Linked DNA regions of Mus musculus: region 2 is linked to region 1. The links are chromatin contacts, called in public Hi-C maps. All regions are on one chromosome and are shown on one strand. Each heading gives the region's core, a stretch centred on a gene start, on an enhancer-like site or on the middle of the called end of the contact. The rest is flanking DNA. Distances are from core to core; before and after follow the strand shown.

Region 1 (2,700 bases), core at 165-2,664:
ACTGGACAGAGTAGAGATTACACAATTGAAAGGGAGTGGTGTTCACTGGCAGCTGGATTGCCTGGCTCAGAAAGTAAATCAATTTCATCTTGTTAGCGCAGGAGACCAGTGGCCCAGGGCTATAATTGGATGCTTTTTGAAAACTGCCTGTCTGAGCTCCGGTGCAGTTTTATGGAGAAGGCGTTCAGCTCTTGCTCCGGTTTTCCAGGTGGCTCCTGAGGTTGCTTTCATGAGCTTAGGGCACTTCATTTTACTGAACAAAAGCTAAAACAGCAACCCCACATAAGAGGGCCCTCCTCATTGGCGTGCTTGTCGGGAGGGTAGTGGGGAGGACTCTCGACCCAAGATTCATGGGTACCACATTAGGAACTCTTGTCATTAGGGCAGGTAAGTGGCACAAGTGTGAGGCTGCTGGTCACCTGGCATCTACATTCTGGAAGCAGAGATTAAAAACTTGTGTTCAGCTTATTTCTTGTTTTCTCAGTCTTAGATTCCAGCCCATGGCATGGGGTCACCAGTGCATTTAATACACACCCCCCACCTCAGTTAATTTACTCAATACAATCCCTCACAGAATTTCTCAGAAATGTGCTGAATAATTCTAGACCCTGACAAGCTGACAATGTTACCTCTCTGGGCATCTAAGATAAAAGCTCCCCAAATCAAGTGAGAAAGGCTGAGACTACTGTCATGGAAGGCCAGCATCCTGAGCACCATGAGCACCAGGCGGCAGCAGTGATGCCATTAGCCCATTTGATAGAGGGATAGAGCTTCCGAGATGTCACACAAGCCACTTGAGATTATATAGCTTGCACCTTACCAAACCAACATTCCTCTGCAGGTGCACCTCCTTCCAGAGGTCTTTGCAGTCAGCCTGCTTGTCCCTTGCCCCAAGCCCCAACTCACTGCTCTCATTTCCACTACTGTGGCCTTCTTGTGGCCACAATGGAGACACCAGCATTTGTTTGTTTAATATGACTCAGAAGTGGAGCTCAGGGAAGGATCCACAGCCCACAGAAGCAGGTACATGGCTGTGATCCGTTTGTCCAGTAAAGAGGCAGCTGAAGAGGAACTGGGCAGCCACATTACGCATCAAGTGTCATGATTAGCAAGGCAGATGTCATTTTAAACAGGATGTTTGCCTTCTTCAATGGGATAGGATCTGCAGCCTCCAGTGTGGCACCCTCTGTCCTCGAGTAGGAGAACCCTAGGCATACTGACTGTTGTACTTATTCATCTAACCCTCCCACTGCCCAGGGCCTAGCACTAGAGTCCAGACCCCAGTACTCCCTGTCTGCCACATCCCTACAGATTAGTCTCATGAACATGGGTTCCAGACCCCCACTATGATAGGAACTGTGGCTCCTGGCTGCCTGCTAAGCTCAGACTTCCTTTTCTTAGATGGCAGCATTCTTGGTGCTGAGAGAAGTGTTGTGGTTAGGAATCTTTGCAGCTGTGTGGCCACTGTATAGTGCTGCTGTAGTCAGTGGTGGCAATTTATGCAGTTGATCCCCTGATGAGCTGAGGGCTGCCAGAGTGTGGCTGTGACCTGCTCAGTAGTATTCACTCTTCAAAGATGCCCTGTACCACAGCTTTTAAGGCCTGATTGTATCACTACATCCAGGATACTCACAGCCAACCTGGCTTTGCTGGCTGCCTCCTACCCTTCCCTAATAGGGGCATAATGTGTCACTGTGGACAGCTACCCACATGGTCTTTCTGGGTTTGCTTCTAGGAAGGGCCAGTCCCCAGGTACTGGGCTGTGGGAAGTTCTTGCCGAGCCTTACTTTTGTCATCTATAAGATGGGATAATTGCACCCACCTCATGAAATGGTTAAGAAACTTAAGTGAGATAGATACAACATTGATGAGGTACTTCCTAGGCAAGTGGCTGAACCTCTCTGAGACAGTTTCCTTCCGTGATTCCCAAGGAGATGTTGTTATGGAGGGTACCAGTGCTCCCGACACCCAAGGAATCCTAGGAAGGGATGTTGTAAATACCCCACAATGCATGTGAATCTACACCATAAGGAATTACCCCATCCAAAATGTAACAGCGCCGAGTCAGGAGGTGCTGAGTGTCTTCCAAAGAACTGTGGAAGAATGCTGTTGATGCCATGGGCTGAGCTGTCCAGAAAGGGCACCTGCCCTCCAGCTGGGGCAATGAAGGTCTTCTCAGAGCACCCCACACCCTGCTTGGAGAAGGGGAGGTCAAGGGAGTAGCCAGCCAGGCTTCCAGTTCCCCATCTTACAGTGAACTGAGGTGGGAGGAGGGCACCTTACCTGGGAACTGGTTCCTGCATCTCTCCCTAGTGTAGCTATGCCGGTGCTGGGGTGCTAGTGAGGCTGTGGTCAGTATTGTTAGGATGGGCACTGTGACCCTCCTCCCATAGATATTCACAGGCCTAACCTTCAACATTGAGTGGTTAAATAAAACAGTGTCTTATTCTAATGTTGGCTATCATTTCTTTTATTGTTTCTGAGCCCTTTTGCTAGTAAGAGTGCTGCCTTGACCTTGGAAATGGCCTTCGTTTTTGCAAGTGGCTTAAGTTTTATCCTTCCTCGGGCCCTAGGGGGCAGAGACACAGAAGATCCTCAAAAGTAAAGCTCAGATCACATGACCCAGAGGCAGTGTGTGTTCCCTATACAGGTACAAGCCCCCAAGGCACACACAGAATTTTACAAGCGTTCTGACCCCAG
Region 2 (2,854 bases), core at 183-2,682, 47 kb after region 1:
GAGCCCCACGTTGTCTGTTCTCTCCTGGTGGGTCCCAAGGGATGTAACCTGCTGCAGAGGTTTGCTCAGACCCAGGGAAGGTGAGGCCCTTAAGGAAGGGAGCCTGACTTCACATCACATGGCCTCAGTGATTTGCTAGGCTGCCACTTACCATATTATCATTAAAATGTTTCTTTGCAGTGTAACTCATCCCTTGGAAGCGTCCATGTCCCTGGGAGGGACAGATGGGGGAGACAGAATAAAGTAGGTCACAGCACAGACCCCCACGTGGAGGTTCAGCAGAAGTGTGGGCCGTGTTTCTCCACCCACTGTTGCTTTTACTCCAAACATTGTTAAATATAGTTTCTGATGAGACTAGAAGAGCCATGTTCTCCCAGAGAGCAATTAAGTTTAGTCCAGGGTCGCAGTGGGCTGCTGTGTGCTCTGCCAGGGCCCACTTGAGCCCACATGGAGGCTTTTTTGCTTCAAAAGGTGTTACTGACTCGTACAGCTCAGAACTTTTTATCTTGAGTCAGTGTGGTGGATCGTCAAGAGCCCTCTAGGCTCCACAGTCCTCATTACTTCAGAGATGTTCAGGACATCACTGATGCACAAGCTACATGGCCGCAAGCAGAAAGGGTTTAAAAATAAGTGTAACTGCACTGGCATTTGGGGCGCGAAGGATCATGGCTTGCTTTGCTGGACTCTGTCCTTCTGTGGACTCTAATCCCAGGGAGCTCCCCCGCCCCACCCAGGGCAGGGGGCAGTCTCTGTCCTTGCATCTCTATTTAGTTAGGAGGCACTGGGCAACACTTGTTGTATGCTGGCCTGTGGCTTACAAGGACCGGGTACACCAGGGAGGCAGGCTGGGGCTGAAAGAGACTTAGAGGGCGTGAGGTTAATGGAGCCAAGACATGATTCTGTTCGAGGCTCTCCAGTTTACTATGGGAGTCTACTTATACAAGGGGAAGGTCCATCCCCTGCCAGTCCATTCTTGGTGTCTGGAGCCAGCCTGTAGGTGATGTGTAGAATAGGATGTTCCTCCAGAATGTATCAGGTGCTTCTCAGCAGGTAGCAGTGTCTTGGAGAGAGCAGTGGCAGGTGGCAGAACAAAAGAGCCATCTAGGTCAGAAGGCTCCCCCTTAGGGTAATTTCCTTCTCAGTGGCAGCAAGGTCAAAGTCTGGATCAGCCTGCTTCAGGGCTGAGGGAGGCTACAAACCCTCGAGGTTGTTAGCCTTGCACCCAGCCCTCCTGAGCTGTTGTGTTTCGAGGCTCATATCCCTCTCCCTTCCTCCTCTCCATTTTCATTCTTCCCTGTTGCTCATCCTGCCTTTGCAAATGCTGAGCGAAATGGCAAACACAGGAACATCCTTGCAAAGACAGTAAACACTAGTATGTTAATCTGCATAGGATGTATCACAGGAGCTGTAAGAAAGCACACTCTAGAAGCATGAATCTGTGTAGTTACAGCCTCCCTAGGAGGTAGGCATGGCACACACTGCTGTAGCAGTGCTGGTGGTATTGGCTGGAGTCCTCCCTGCCTAAGGTATTCACTCTAGGCTGTTGCTATGTCAGTCTAACCCAAGCTAGTATTGCCCGTTTACTGCACTGGTCACTGTGAGTTGCTATAATAGTGAGTGGAAAACATGAGGATATTCTAAGAACAGGTTCTTGTTGGTGCAATCTTCAAGTCTGATTTTTGGAATTGAAATCATGAAGACTCCTCTCACTTAGGGATTTGGAGCATCCTTCTTCAGGATGCAGGTTCCCAGGACACTAGTGAGAACGACTGACTTGGGAGTCACTGAGGCGGCCAAAGAAAGAGGGAGGAACAAAACACAGCGATGACCAGTGTTGGGCCCTGAGACAGGGTAGAATGTAGCCTGGCCAGGCAGAGGGGAAGCTGGGAAGGAACTGTCAGGGTTGAAGGGGATCAGGGTTTTCCAGAGTTCCTCCTTTGTCTGAACAGCCTGTGAAGCACAGCCTCAGAGCATCAAGAGTAGCAAGCTCTCTGCTCCTAGGCTGCTAAGTTGGCAGAGGCCCCACACAGCAGGTGGTGTGCCCACAATTGTGGTGGCATCCCTGCCACCCCATCAGTGTAGCAGTGTACTGAGTTAGCCATCAGGGTCAACATAGGGGAAGCAGGAAAGTGTGGAGGGGTTGCTTGGGCCAGCGTGCTTTTGGGCGTGGCCTTTCTCAACGGGCAGCTGTGGGAAGCCCTCATTCTGCAGTGAACAGTGTATAGAGAAACAGGACCCTGTGACTATGGTGCCGTGTTGCCATGTTGACATGGTCTGAGCAGGCTCGTTGGATCTTGTAAAGCTATCTGCAGACCTGTGGGCTCCATAGACAGGAGTGAGACAGGTGTTGAAAACAATGTGTTCTTCACCCTGTCGGATGCCCTGAGCTAGGCCGGGGCTTCCTCCCATTGGGTCACTGGAACCCACTTGCTCCCTTGGTGTTTGTGTTGCTGTTACTTCCCCAGGTGAGAAAATGAGCGTGAGGATGAAGTAAGGCAGTGCGCTGCTGGGTGTGGGACTGGGGTCACAAGGGGAGGGACGAGCCACAGAGCTTTTCTGCCTCTCCTACTAGTTCACCAGTGCCATCCATGTTCAGGGTTGCTATTCGGGGTCCTTTTGCCCAAGTCAGAATAAAGCCTGGTGGGGGGCATGCGGCTGTTCTCTGTTTCCTGGGGAAGTCCCCTGGGTACAATCTGTGCCTGCTGCAGCCCCTCCAAATGATGACCACAGACAGCTGTCTGGCACTGCCCTAGATCCTACCACAGCCTGCACTTCAAGTAGTGCAGGTTTCAGAAAGAAAGGTTTGGAAAATGATGCTGAGGAAGATGCAGTGAGGAACTTGGGTCTGGCATTA

What was found. A called contact is a pair of places that touch in the nucleus more often than the background predicts.
Region 2: a Hi-C map of pre-pro-B cells shows a contact between it and region 1, with 1.7 times the contacts expected there. The contact joins two enhancer-like sites. A contact is called at or near these places in 7 of 484 Hi-C or Micro-C datasets (the N1E-115 cell line, conventional type 1 dendritic cells, macrophages and 3 more), 1 of 115 datasets of contacts at active chromatin or transcription factors (embryonic stem cells) and 1 of 9 other capture datasets (embryonic stem cells).

What each region holds. Positions count from the first base shown.
Region 1 is chr16:11,694,492-11,697,191 of GRCm38.p6, forward strand. All of the region lies in intron 18 of Snx29 (sorting nexin 29), which reads left to right. Among named protein-coding and RNA genes, the nearest start is that of 4833415N18Rik, 84 kb to the right of the region's middle. Within about 2 kb of position 1,415, at least 20 of the 459 cell types and tissues checked have an H3K27ac peak or open chromatin away from gene starts, as enhancers often do. A contact at or near this core is called in pre-pro-B cells, where this site is marked.
Region 2 is chr16:11,741,854-11,744,707 of GRCm38.p6, forward strand. All of the region lies in intron 20 of Snx29 (sorting nexin 29), which reads left to right. Among named protein-coding and RNA genes, the nearest start is that of 4833415N18Rik, 36 kb to the right of the region's middle. Within about 2 kb of position 1,433, at least 18 of the 459 cell types and tissues checked have an H3K27ac peak or open chromatin away from gene starts, as enhancers often do. A contact at or near this core is called in pre-pro-B cells, where this site is marked.